2 separate regions of the Gossypium hirsutum genome follow, and region 1 is linked to region 2. A link is a contact called in public Hi-C data. All regions are on one chromosome and are shown on one strand. Each heading gives the region's core, a stretch centred on a gene start, on an enhancer-like site or on the middle of the called end of the contact. The rest is flanking DNA. Distances are from core to core; before and after follow the strand shown. Region 1 has its middle 40 kb from the start of LOC107961784. Region 2 holds the start of LOC107961784.

Region 1 (6,628 bases), core at 3,757-6,256, 42 kb after region 2:
CATTCCAATCCGTTTTGAAATGCCACCAACATTAAGTATTTATACACATTTGTCATGCTAAATTTAGCAAGATTTTTTCCTAAAAAATATCAACTAAAAATCAGATTCATACTATTCATAGAATTTTGACAATTTCAAAATAAAAATATGATTTTAACTAGTCAACTACTAATTCTTCAATTCTTCGATGTGACAGTCCTCTTTTCTTTTTCGTTCCAATTTATCCCATTTTGTTTGATTTTGAATTTCGGTATTCCAATTTCCTCCTTAATAAGAAAGACACGAGTTTAGTACCATTTTATTAAAAAATTAGCTAAAAATAAATACATTAAAAACATAAACTTAACTTCCTATCAATGACTAAAACCAATTTATTCAAACAAAATGACCCTTTTGAGTATCTCTTTTTTTACTAATTCAAACCAAATGATAATAAAGATTTTACAATGAGAATGTATTTAGAACAAGACTATGAACATAGGAAGAAAATATAACACCCTAACCCCTTTCCGTCATTGGTTTAAGGGGCATTACTAACAAATCAAAACAAATAATCAATCATAATTAAACATGTAAGCTAGTCATTAACAGCAGGTCACGTCAAACTAATACTTTCATACTAGACTCTTATAAAATCAAATAACAAATCATGCTATGCAATGCTAAACTTGGTCTTCCACTGTCTACACTCTTATCACTATTTATCCATATTTGAATGCTAAAAGTTGGATACATAACTAGACTATTCCAATTATTAGCATCAGAGTATTGGTCCATACTCCAACTATTTTTTTTCATCTTCAATGATGTTAGTAGAATGCACTTAATTTAAGTTTGCTAATTCATTCCAATTCAAAGTAAAAGTTACTCTTACAATCCCTATTTCGAGTCTACTGGACCTTAAAAATAGTTCAAAAACAGGCAGGGACTAATTTGGAATAGTTTTGAAAGTTTAGGACTATTTTTAAAAATTCCTAAAACATGGGACACACGGCTGTGTGGCCAGACCATTTGGAATGCCCTAGGCTGTGTGACTCTCAGAGTTGGGACACACAACTGTGTCCTAGCCCGTGTCCTTGCTTGTATAACTCACTGACTTGAGACACACGACCGTGTCCCGACCCATGTTTCAGCCTGTGTAACTCACTGACTTGGGTCACACGGTCGTGTGTCAGTCTGTGTGAAAACTACACCTATACTATTTTCTAACACACCTGTGTGTGTTGCTTGTGTGTGACATACGGCCGTGTGGCAAACCGTCTGCACCTAAATGTACCTTAAAACTCGACTTTACCATTTACTACTTACTTGAGCACTAAACAACTCAATTAGCAGTCATTTAACCTACTCAAAACACAATTAAACATCCTCAAAATATACCAAACCCATCACCTAATATGCCTAACCAATGTACCCTCATTGGTACCTCATTTTATATATTCAAATATTTCAACAATGCATCAACCATTCAAGACTTTCATCCATACCAATTTTGCCAATATTGAACTAACATCTAGCTACTTAGGATATCAAGCTTTAAAACTAAAAGCACATACCACAACCTAACTTCAACCACAACCATATATACATATAAACATCAATTCACTTGAAATCTAAAATTTCATCACAACCAAAGGACCTTCTAAGTACATGCCATTACAAAATATAACATCACCACACTTGGGCTCGAGATTCGTTGTTAGATGCTGAGTCGACGATAAGTTGGAAAGTACCTAGCCTGCGCACAGAAAACAAAATTGCACGTTGATATAAATTAGTGTTATTTCTATAATCTGAATAATTTAACTTAATATGAGTAATCAAAACGTGAGAATATATCAATAAATGTTATGAACTTATGTTTCAAATCAATAATACAAAATTTCTCGTTCTTTATTACATACACTAAATTCCATATTTTCAAATACTTCATGTAACATTTGAATACTTCAAACCATGCAATGGCATGATTCACCTCTTTAGTGAATACTTGAATTCATTTCAAGTTTTACATCTCATTTATTCATTTCATATTTCATTTCTCATCTCCTATTCATTTCTCATATTTGACATTTCAATATTTTCTCATCTCATAACCATTTCTTATCTTTGCAATTTCAATATCAATCACATAGATTATTAATTTATTTTCCCTATTAACACGACTAGGACTCGAACGACTGTCATTTTAATATTTTCTCATCTCATAATCATTTCTTATCTTTGCAATTTCAATATCTATCACATAAATTATTAATTTATTTTTCCTATTAACACGACTCAGACTCGATCTGTACATGGATCCAACTAACACACCAGTTTGGCACCCAGTGCCTCATTGGATAAATCTAAAATAATAACTGCGCCCAACGCTATATAAATTGACACCTAGTGCCTCATCGACTCGAGGTCGAAGAAATCCCTGAACTCTTCCTATCCTATGGCATGACATCTATATCCGACTTAACCCTAAACAATTAATAGGGTTCCATTTTTCTTTCAAATATATCCAAGGTCCAATTCTCATATGTGCACATAATCACGTATAAACAAATATTGAATTCAATCTTCATATATTCAATAAATTCATAATATACCAAATCAATCCATTTTAATCGACTATGAATTCAATTCAATTTCAAAGTACAAAAGTACCCGCCTCAAATGCTTACCATATGCAACAATTCAATATGCAATAATTTATAACTTAGCTCGGATTATAGAAACACAAACCGTGAATTCTGAGCTATTCGACGTCGATTTTATCCTTCCCTTTTTTACTCGAGGATTTTGGTATGACGTTAGTTACGAAATAAAACAATTAAAATACATTAAAATTACACAATTCAATTCACATTAAATTTTAATTTTTACACTATATTTTTCTTATTCTTCAATTTAGTCCCTAAACCGAGACTAGTTTTTAACCTTCACATTTAATATTATATTTTTATACTAATTTCACTCTAAACTAAACTTAGCTTCTTCTTTTCCAATTTTACCCCTTAATTTTGAATTTTTCTCGATTTAGTCCCTAACAAAATCAACAATTAATTCCACAATTTAGTTCTTTTCCACTTCTAACTTAAAAATATATCTATTTAATCCCTAATACTTAAACTATTTAACAATGACAACATCTAAAATCTTGAAAAATACTAAAAATTACAATATAAGTCAAGTAACCTTAGATACCGAAATTCTAAAAATATAAAAATTACAATAACAGAGCTAAATTGAAATAACCAATTTTAAGTTTGAACTCCAAAATTTCCTAGGCTGTTCGTCTCACTTTTTATTTTCTTTCTTAATTTTTGCATGTGATGGTTTTATTATTTATTACTATTATATAATATATATACATACATTAATTTTTTTATCTTATTAATTATTATATTAAAGATATATGTCATATATAATATACACATACAATTTCAATAAACCATGACCGGACACCACTCAACATTTAATTAATGGTATATTTTCTAATTTAGTCCCTCCTATTTATTTCAACCTATAAACTAACTTTTAACTCACACTCGATTTAGTCTCTGTACCTTAACAATTCCGAATTTCACGAAATTTACTAATCCAAAAATTAATTAACTACTAAAATAGCATCGTAAATATTTAATAAAAATATTTATGTGTTTGGTTTACAAAAATGGAGTCCCAGAAATACACTTTCCAACACCCCTTACTATCGAGTCGTTATAGAAAAGAATTCAATAAACGTCAATACTAAAAAGTACTCAATAACCCTTTGTTTTTTTTCTTTTTTTTTTCTTTTGCTTTTGTATTTTTTCTTTTTTTTTCTTTTGCTTTTGTACCAGCAGTACCAAAAATTTGCTTACACAAGAATGAAGAAATGGAGTTGTACAAACAATCTGCAGGCTTGCAACATGCCCAAAATGTCAACATCAATGGGTGAAGAAATAGGTATTCTAGGCATGAATTTTATTCCAAAGAATATGATCTATTCTCGAGACGGTAAAGAGTAGAAATTTCTGAAATTTTATGTGTTAAACATGAGAATCAAATTGAGTTGAACAAGTGTAGGGAAAACAAATTGAATACTAAAACAGGGTCCCATGAGAAAACCAAATGATTGATACATTTACATTCGACATGAAAAATGAAATCTTACCTTGAAAACACAACACAATGGAAAAAAAAAATCAAATTCTGGAGAGAGTTCAAGTCCCAAACCAAGAGATCAAATCTGATGAAAAAAAAAAAAGAAACTCATTAATCAAATCCAAAAACATTTCTGTAAGGTTGATAAATGATCCAGAAAATAGAAAGAGCGAATCAAATAAAGTCAAGATTTAAGCACGAGAGTCAACGTACCATTTTACTTAGCTCCTTAAATGTCCTGATTTCTGTTTTGGCCCATAACATTGCCTTTGGTCCTACATACAAATTAAAGGTACCTTCTTAAGAGATGAAGACTTCACTGCAAAGTTGTAATCAATTGAAGGCACCTTTTGATCAATTTCTGATCAAAGGTCCATCAGTTGAGTTGAGTTATATATATGTTGAACTTGTCATTGTAGCTATAAAAGGATGAAATTGCAGTAATGGTTAAAGAATAGAAAGCCTGATATGTAGCATTGATTGTGAGTAAGGACTAGGTTTCATTTCTATACATTTTTTGTTGTTGTTTTTCTAATGAATTAGATGGTTCATAGTTGAACATTAATCGATCAACTTATAAATCCTTGAATTTTATTTGAATTCAATTGATTAATTCATACCTTGATATGCATAATTGTTTATCTCAAAATACATAGTCCTTATCTTCAAGAATCTTCATCACTGTTCTTTGTAGTTCATTCTTTAACTCTGTTTCTTCCTCTGTTGGGTGACCAAATTGCAGGATTTCATATAGGGGACCAAAATGAAAGCATCTTAAAAGTTGGGTGATCAACTAGTTAGTTTACCCTAAAAAGTTTTGAACAACTGTCACGTGGCAAAAAAGTAAAAGGGCAGGAGCCGTTAAAATATTCGGGCGGATTATTCCCTATAAATGCCCTCCACCTTTGGTAAAATTTCTTCTTCTTCCCCATTCATCCTCTTTTCAGCACCTCAAATTTCCAATAATAATAATAATGGAAAATCAAAACCCGCTCCAAAATGGAGCTCTTGAGAGTGCCGTAGGAAACGGTGGTCGCAGTGGTGATGGATCGGCTCTGATCTTTCTTGGAACCGGCTGCTCCAGTGCCGTCCCAAACGCTATGTGCTTGATTCAGCCCTCTGATCCTCCCTGTCAAGTCTGCTCCCAATCCCTCTCCACCCCCCCGATCGTAACCCTAATTACAGGTCTCCTTTCCCCTTTATTTTTTTTTCTAAAATTTAATTGTGCATACAATTTCTTCTATACCGCAGATCTAAACTTTTCCGTGCATTTTTTTCACTAGTCATTATTGTGTGATATCAACATTGTCTTGACATTTTTTAAATAATTTATCAAATATCGTTGGTAACTTGTTGCTGTTAATTTAGTAGTAAAAGAAAATAACTTAGTTTAATTTGTTTATTATACCCAAGTCGTGCACAAATCCTCACAATTAACGTGCAAAAGTAATTTTATTGACAATGAGAAAAATATTGATAATTCAAGTACTATAATAACTGATATAAAAATATTTTAATACTGTAATTTCTTGGATAAAAATGCATTTTATAATAGATTCTGTTAATTGAAGAAATCTTAATGTAAAAATAAAATATTTTTGCAATGCAATTTAGGAATATAATTAACAATCTTGTTCATTTTCACAAGTTCAAATGATTCTCCACATCTGTGCTTTCATTATGTGATAATTTCTGATTATAGTTTCTCAAAGAAATTTAAGGTTTTCCAGCTTCGATTTTTTTTTATCCTTTCAGGTGCAATACATCTTTGCTTATAGATTATTGTTCCAGCGATGGTATACGCAATTATATTATTATTGATGTGGGCAAGACATTTAGGGAACAAGTTCTTCGGTGGTTCACTTTCCACAAGATTCCTCGTGTAGATTCTGTGAGTTTAAGCTTAGCATAGTGACCATCTTATATTTAGTTTATTGACTAGTGCAATTCCAAAATAGTACTAATTTTCCTTTTGTGAACTCTAGATTGTTTTGACTCATGAACATGCTGATGCAATTCTTGGTTTGGATGATATTCGTGCCATCCAACCTCATAGTCCTACTAACGATATTGATCCCACCGCCATTTACCTAACTCGACATTCAATGGATAGGTATAATATGAATTTTTATTCTTGGTTTTATTGTGCATAAATACTTTTCTATCTCCAGTTATGCAGATACATTACCAATATATATGTTGTTCATATATTTGTATAATATAAGAGGTTATTGGTATAATATGCTCTAAATAGCAAAGTCAAAAGTAAGGTTTCTAGACATTAGAATTGGAGCTGATTGTCCAAACCGGCTGTAAATGGTAGAAAGGATGTCTTACGTTTTATGCTGTCCTATCTCAAGCAAACCTTGGCTGATGTTTTCTTTGTTTGTGTCCAACAGCATTGCCACAAAATTTCCGTATTTGGTTCAGAAGAAACTTAGAGAAGGCCAAGAAGTAAGGCGGGTGGCACAGCTTGACTGGAAGATAATAG
Region 2 (6,517 bases), core at 642-3,141:
AATCTCTACCCAGCCTCTTCATTTTGACTGCTGTTTATCGTCTCAAAAAATTAGATGGATCAATTTGCAGTTAATATTCATGCTTGCTAATCATGATATTTGATCATTTATTAACAAGTCTACACCTGCTCAGTGAAGCACTGATGCTATTTCTGATGGACACATATTAAACATGATTCCATTTTTGTTTGTGTTTGTCACCAACTCCATTTGGTAATTGTCTTGGTATCAAACTCTTTCGAATAGAACTGGAGTGTTGCATAGAGAGACTCTGATGTATCTAAATTGAGATGATGTGTAGTCAGTTTAGAACTTTGACTAGAAAATCAGTTTAATTTCCCTGTTTTTTACCCATCTCAGATGAAGCTTCTAGGAGAAAAAACTGGACGCAAGGGTCATTTGGCTGTTACAACAGAGGTACCTCTGTCTCAGTCATAATTGTTTTTGCATAATTTCAGTTTCACCTTGTCTGAAATTGATTGAACATGATTATTAATGATTCTATCTATAACATGTCCCCTGACACTGCCTCTTTTCTTTTTCAGATTTTTCAGGTGGCTCCTTCCCTTTTCATGGTTGAACTTCGAAAGTCTGAAGGGGATACCCTGGAATTTCACAAGGTATTACCCTAATGTCAGTGCTGTATCATTAATGCAGTGGGCACTTTTGTTTAATAATTTGCTGATAACCATGGTCATGTACAGCCATGCAAAGCATGTCAATTTGATGTTTCCCGATTCTAAGTACACCTGATATATATATTTTCCTCTTTGGTTTGATATTACCTTGAAATAACACTGTTTCCTAAATTTACAGTTCTATAATAATCTCTCTACTGGGCTAAAAGATATTGTTTGGACAACTACAGACAGAGGAAAAGTGGAAGAAAAGGATGGTTAGTATATCGTTCCATCTACAAGAGCGTGCATCTCTTCTGAATTGTCAATCACCTATCCTCCTATGATTTTTTTTTTATTGGAAGGAGAATCTAGATTCAACGTATTTTTGCTGGACTAAGACATAGAGATGTTAATCCCATTAGCTAAGTGGAATCTTATCCCTTCTTTAGGGGAAATATAGGTTATCCTCTGATAGCTTCAGGCTTGACTCTTTTGCAAAATTATTTCAAGTGTGTACAGTATGAATTTAACGTGGATGGCTTGGAGTATGTCAGCAATTAGCAGTTGGGAAAATTTAATTTCTGTTGGAATGATGCAACAATCAAAATAAATTGTATTAAATCTACCTTCCATCATATTGCATGCCAGGGTATTGGATTTTATCTTTATCTATACAAATTTACATTGAATTAAGGTTAGAGATAATATGTTGGTTGGACTTGAGCAAGAGTGTTGTTGATATTGTATGTGTTTGAACATGAGTATGCTTAATTTTTTAAAATATTTTTTATATGTTTAATGTTTTCATATTCCCAGCATGCACCAATGAGTAATGACAAAAATTTTGAACTCTCCTTGTTTTTGGGTTTTTATTTGAGTCCTTCAATGATTGCAGGGTGTGCTGCTGGGTCTTCTCCACCCAATGACGGGCATTCCCAGTCGCAATGCGCTATCCGTTGATTTCTATTGGGCGAACTGTCAGTCACCGGCGGCTATTAAAAAAAAAATATATTTATCTTGTTCTTCGATAGAGGTTGCTAGAAACTTAAGCTTGTGTAAAAGAAGGCACTACTATATACTCATACCAGCTATATATTTGCTTCTGTATAATATGCCTCAAATGTGATGTTCCTATCAACTGAATTTGTGAATAAATAAAATGGGGAAAAGAAAAGCAAAAGAAAATCTGTTGTTTCACTTTATTTCTTTCTTTAATTCTTTTTCCCAAATATCTTTCTATATTTATCACATGACAACTATTTTTACAAAGTTTCGTAGAATAAAAACGTGTAAGCCTTTAAAGAAGATTGAAGTGTCGTTGATATCCTCCTAATTTTTGCTTATAAAATAAAATGAAGGCCTAAACAAGTAAAAGCGAGATTAAGGATTGAAGCCCATACGCTCGCGTTACGCGCGTCTGGCAACTATATACACGATGTAAAAGGCAGCTGACAATGTCAATTATTCGGGTTTCGAGTTCGACTCACTTGGTCTCTGCTTTCGAAATCAAATTATTGCCGTAACATTTACTTTTTTCTTAGGCCAAAAGGAAGAGGAGGGAAGGGTCTGCAATGAGAGAAGAGGTTATTAGCTCTGGTGGGACCATAGATCCCACACCTGCTGCGAGGTACCAATTCTCACCTCTCTTTCTCCCTCCCCCATTGTCATCTCAATTCTCAAATTAGGGTTTTCTTTCGCAATCCTTCATTTTTCAGGTGAAAGTGGGGGTTTGTTTTCTGTTTTTCTGTGTGAATTTTAGGGATAAGGTTAGGTTTCTATTGGGTGTGTTTGGCTGCCGGGAAAAGCGACGCGAGAAGAAGACTGAGGGATTAATTGTCCTGGAGAGTGGAAAATTATTGAGATTTAGTTAAAGCAAGGTTTTTGGTTGCCGGGAAAGTGAGGAACAAGTAATGAGAGGATGGGTTCGGCTAAAGATATCCTAATTTTGAGCTTAGGCGCATTTTCTCTCGAACACGAAAATGGAAAAAGAAAATTGAAAAGAAAAGATTAAAGTCAGTTTTTGGTTTTGACGGTTCACTGGGTTATTTATAATTTTTCTCAATTTCATCCCTTCTATCTTGTTTTTCAATTTTTCTCTCAAGCTCAACTAAATGTATTTTGAAGCTGTAATTTTTAAATAGCTATTAAGGACCTGAAATAAATGAGGGTATTTTTACTGTTGCAAAAATTGTTGGTCTAGTTTCAAGTTATGTAAAGGAAGAGCAGAGTAGAAAAGCCTTGATGATCTAGAAATGATACCGTTTATCATTTCTATGCTTGTTTTGCTACGTGCTAAGTCCTTAATTACCTTGTTATGTGGCTACTTACCTTTAAGGGTGGGACCAATAGAGGATGGAAACTGGCTCCACGTCCACTAGGAATATGCCATTAATTATCAGGATAGTCATTTCCTGTTAAAGAAACTGACTTATACGAGGGATTTGTTAATATACAGTGTGAGGAGGTGTGGATATGCCTGTTCCATTCATTTTATATGAAACAGTTATATATATGATGTTCCATTAGGAGTTCAATATATATATATTTATGCTACTTGTCCTTATCAGTTCTGCTGGTGCATCCTCCCCTGCTGTTCCAACAAATGTCGGCAGTGTTGACTGGTCTGGTCATGGCCAAAATTCCAAAGCAGCTTCTCAATCTTGTGTCGGATCCCAAGCCCAATGGATTTCACGCCATTCTACTGCTGGTGGGTCTGCTCTTGGATCTTCAAGAACTTCATGCCGACCATGGGAAAGAGGAGATCTTCTCAGGCGATTGGCTACATTTAAGCCTGTGAATTGGTTTGGGAAACCTAAGGTATGCTTTTGATCTGGGATCTTCTTTGTGTACATTTACTAGTGGATACACTTTCAAATACAAAGTTTCAAGTTTTTGCTTAGAGCTAATGCGGTTTCATCTGTGTTGAGTTTAATACTTACGAGATTCAGTATTCTTTTAGTTATAGAGTCTGATTAATATGATCTTAAGGCATACTGCTCCTTTCAAATGAATTGTAGGTTGCAAGCTCATTGTCTTGTGCTCGGAGAGGTTGGATAAACATAGATGTTGATAAAATTGCATGCGAAACATGTGGGGCATGCCTGAATTTTGCTTCCTCCCCATCCTGGGCTACTTTTGAAGGTTAGCTGCTGTAATTCCATTATTTGCTTTTCGCAGTTCAGCTCCCTAGGAAAATATAATCATTGTAGTGTGATCATCACAAAAACTTGAGCATTTCAAGGTATTTGATGCTTTCAGATATGCTTAATGATATATAGAAAACAGATGAGCAACACTGTGATAAATGGACTGATAAATAGAACTTAGTTTCTGGACAGTTATGATTTTCTTTATCCTTTAAACGAATTGTGCTATTAGGAACTATAATTCATTGCCTTCCTAAGAAATGATTTATAGCAATAAATTGACATTGTTGTAGCTAAGAAACATAAGTTATAGGAAACATTAATGTTTGTTGTTTGTATATTTTTCTAAGTGATTGCTTCTAAATGCTTGCTTCTGCTTTCATTCACTTTCTTTAGATCAGCAACGTGAATGATGAATTTAGCCATTTATGCTTGTTTTAGTCTTACTTGATGTTAAATTAGGTTTTACTTATTATTATGGTAGGTTGATTGCTTAACAATTGTTCTGGTTTCTGTACCATAGAAATAGATCTGAACATTTTGGGTGGTTTGCTGTCATGAAATTAATATTGTGGATGATGATATTGATACACACTGCTTTGATCTCTCCTCTTTGCCTTCTCTCAATTGCTATTGATATTTATCTTTTTTCTGGGGGGTTTTCATTTCTGAAGCTAAGGATGCTGGTCAGGCCTTTTCCAAGCAGCTGGATGTTGGGCACAAGGTTGCTTGTCCTTGGAGAGGAAACAGCTGTCCAGAAAGCTTGGTTCAATTCCCTCCAACACCTCAGTCTGCTCTAATTGCAGGATATAAGGATAGGTGTGATGGACTTATGCAGTTCCAGTCTCTTCCTGTAGTAGCAGCATCTGCAGTGGAGCATATGCATGTCTCTCGAGGTCCACAACTTGATCGCCTTCTATATCAGTTGCAGAATCATATGGCAGAGTTTGAGTCCAGATCAGAGAGTATACTGGAAGCTGATAATGCTCGAGATGGTGCATTTTGTCTATATTCTCGTGTAAGATATTCTAATGATGTTCTATCTGCTGGTAATTGGTAATGTTTCAATGTTCTTATGTGCTTTACCTTTTTGCAGTCACAGAAGCTCATTAGCTTGTGTGGATGGGAACCAAGATGGCTTCTAAATGTTCAAGACTGTGAAGAGCATTCGGCTCAATCAGCTAGAAATGGATGTTCTTTTGGCCCTAACACGACTCAAGTCCATCGTTCGCAGGATCCTGGACCGAGCAAAAATGCTCTCATTGCTTCTGGCAAGGATAGTGGAAAAAATAAATTGATAGTTGTGGAGTCTAGATCTGAATACAGGTCACCTTTGTTAGACTGTAGCTTATGTGGTGCTACTGTCAGGATATTGGATTTCTTAACTGTTCCTCGACCTGCTCGTGTTGCTCCCAACAACATTGATATCCCTGATACAAGCAAGAAAATGGGATTGACTCGTGGAGTAAGTGCAGCCAGTGGAATTAGTGGTTGGGTTGCCATTGATGATCCAGAGAAAGAACCAACTGAAGACCGTGATGAAGTGGGAACAACTGATGAGAGAAATTTGATGCAAAAAACAGATGTTGAATTGAATCTTACAATGGCTGGGAGTTTGTCCTTCAGTCAGTTGGGTAGAGCCGCAACATCCAGAAATATGAATGATGCAGATATGGGACGGGATCTAATGATTGGGCAACCATCAGATAGTGAGGTTGGTGATCGAGCTGTTTCTTATGAATCACGGGGTCCTAGTTCTTGCAAGCGAAGCTTGGAGATAGGTGCCAGTTCAGAGGACAGACCACAGTTACGCCCGCAGCAAGCTGATAGTGTTGAAGGAACTGTCATCGATCGTGATGGTGACGAAGTCACTAATGCCAGACAATGTTCTGCTGGGCCTTCAAAACGAGCTCGGGATTCAGATATTTTTGATACTTACTGCTCACCATATCCAAGAGACTCCTCTGATGCGGGTCCTAGCCATGCAATGGGTTGTGAAACTTCTGTAGATGGCAACAAAGTTGCTCTGTTTAGGCAAGGAAGCAGCCATGTTATTGGAATACCATCAGCCAGAGATTCAACGCGTGCATCCTCTGTCATTGCAATGGATACTGTGTGCCACAGTGCAGATGATGACTCCATGGAAAGTGTTGAAAATTATCATGGAGATGTTGATGATATCCATTTTCCCTCTTCTAGTATATATGGCCACCTTGATATGAATGCCACATCAGAGTTGAATTATAGTAATCAAGCTCAGCAGAGTATTTGTTTCCAACCAGCTGCTGGAGCAGTTCCAGGTGAAGTAGGCATCAGCAGTACAAATGATGGTGATGAAATTTTCAATGCTGAAACTGTGACTGCTCATGCTAGGGATGGGCTCAGCTTTGGAATTAGTGGGGGGAGTGTTGGTATGTGTGCCAGCCATGAAGCTGATATCCATGGAGCAGATGTCTCTGTGCATAGAACAGATAGTGTAGTTGGTGATATAGAACCCAGAATTGAAGATGCTGAAAATCAGGGTCAAACTGGTGAATCTGCTCCAGATCCTGGGTTGATGGATGAGGTTGTTCCAGATGAAATAGATAGAGAGGATCCTCTCAATGACAGCCGAGAAATGTTGTCTCGCTCTCTAGGAAGGGATGACAGCGGATCAAAAGTTGATGGCTCTGCCAAGGCAGAGTCTATTGAGAGTGGTGAAAAGATAAGCCAAAGCTGCAAAGTAATCCTGGATAACAATGCTCATCCTTC

The links. Hi-C and Micro-C count contacts between places; a contact is called where the count stands out from the background.
Region 1: a contact with region 2 is called in a Hi-C map of leaf, with 2.1 times the contacts expected there. The contact joins the enhancer-like site here to the promoter of LOC107961784 in region 2. A contact is called at or near these places in 15 of 34 Hi-C or Micro-C datasets (anther, callus, fibers and 4 more).

What each region holds. Positions count from the first base shown.
Region 1 is chrA06:110,309,050-110,315,677 of Gossypium_hirsutum_v2.1, forward strand. It overlaps the pseudogene LOC107961787. Among protein-coding and RNA genes, the nearest start is that of LOC107961784, 40 kb to the left of the region's middle. Within about 2 kb of position 5,007, at least 7 of the 9 cell types and tissues checked have an H3K27ac peak or open chromatin away from gene starts, as enhancers often do. A contact at or near this core is called in fibers and leaf, where this site is marked.
Region 2 is chrA06:110,270,336-110,276,852 of Gossypium_hirsutum_v2.1, forward strand. LOC107961784 reads left to right here and starts at 1,892. Exons shown (of 9, transcript XR_001701413.2): 1 at 1,892-2,247; 2 at 3,188-3,437; 3 at 3,638-3,761; 4 at 4,441-4,784; 5 at 4,863-6,517. LOC107961786 (CBL-interacting serine/threonine-protein kinase 23) reads left to right here. Exons shown (of 15, transcript XM_016897915.2): 12 at 361-417; 13 at 546-620; 14 at 817-895; 15 at 1,516-1,817. The coding sequence ends at 1,580.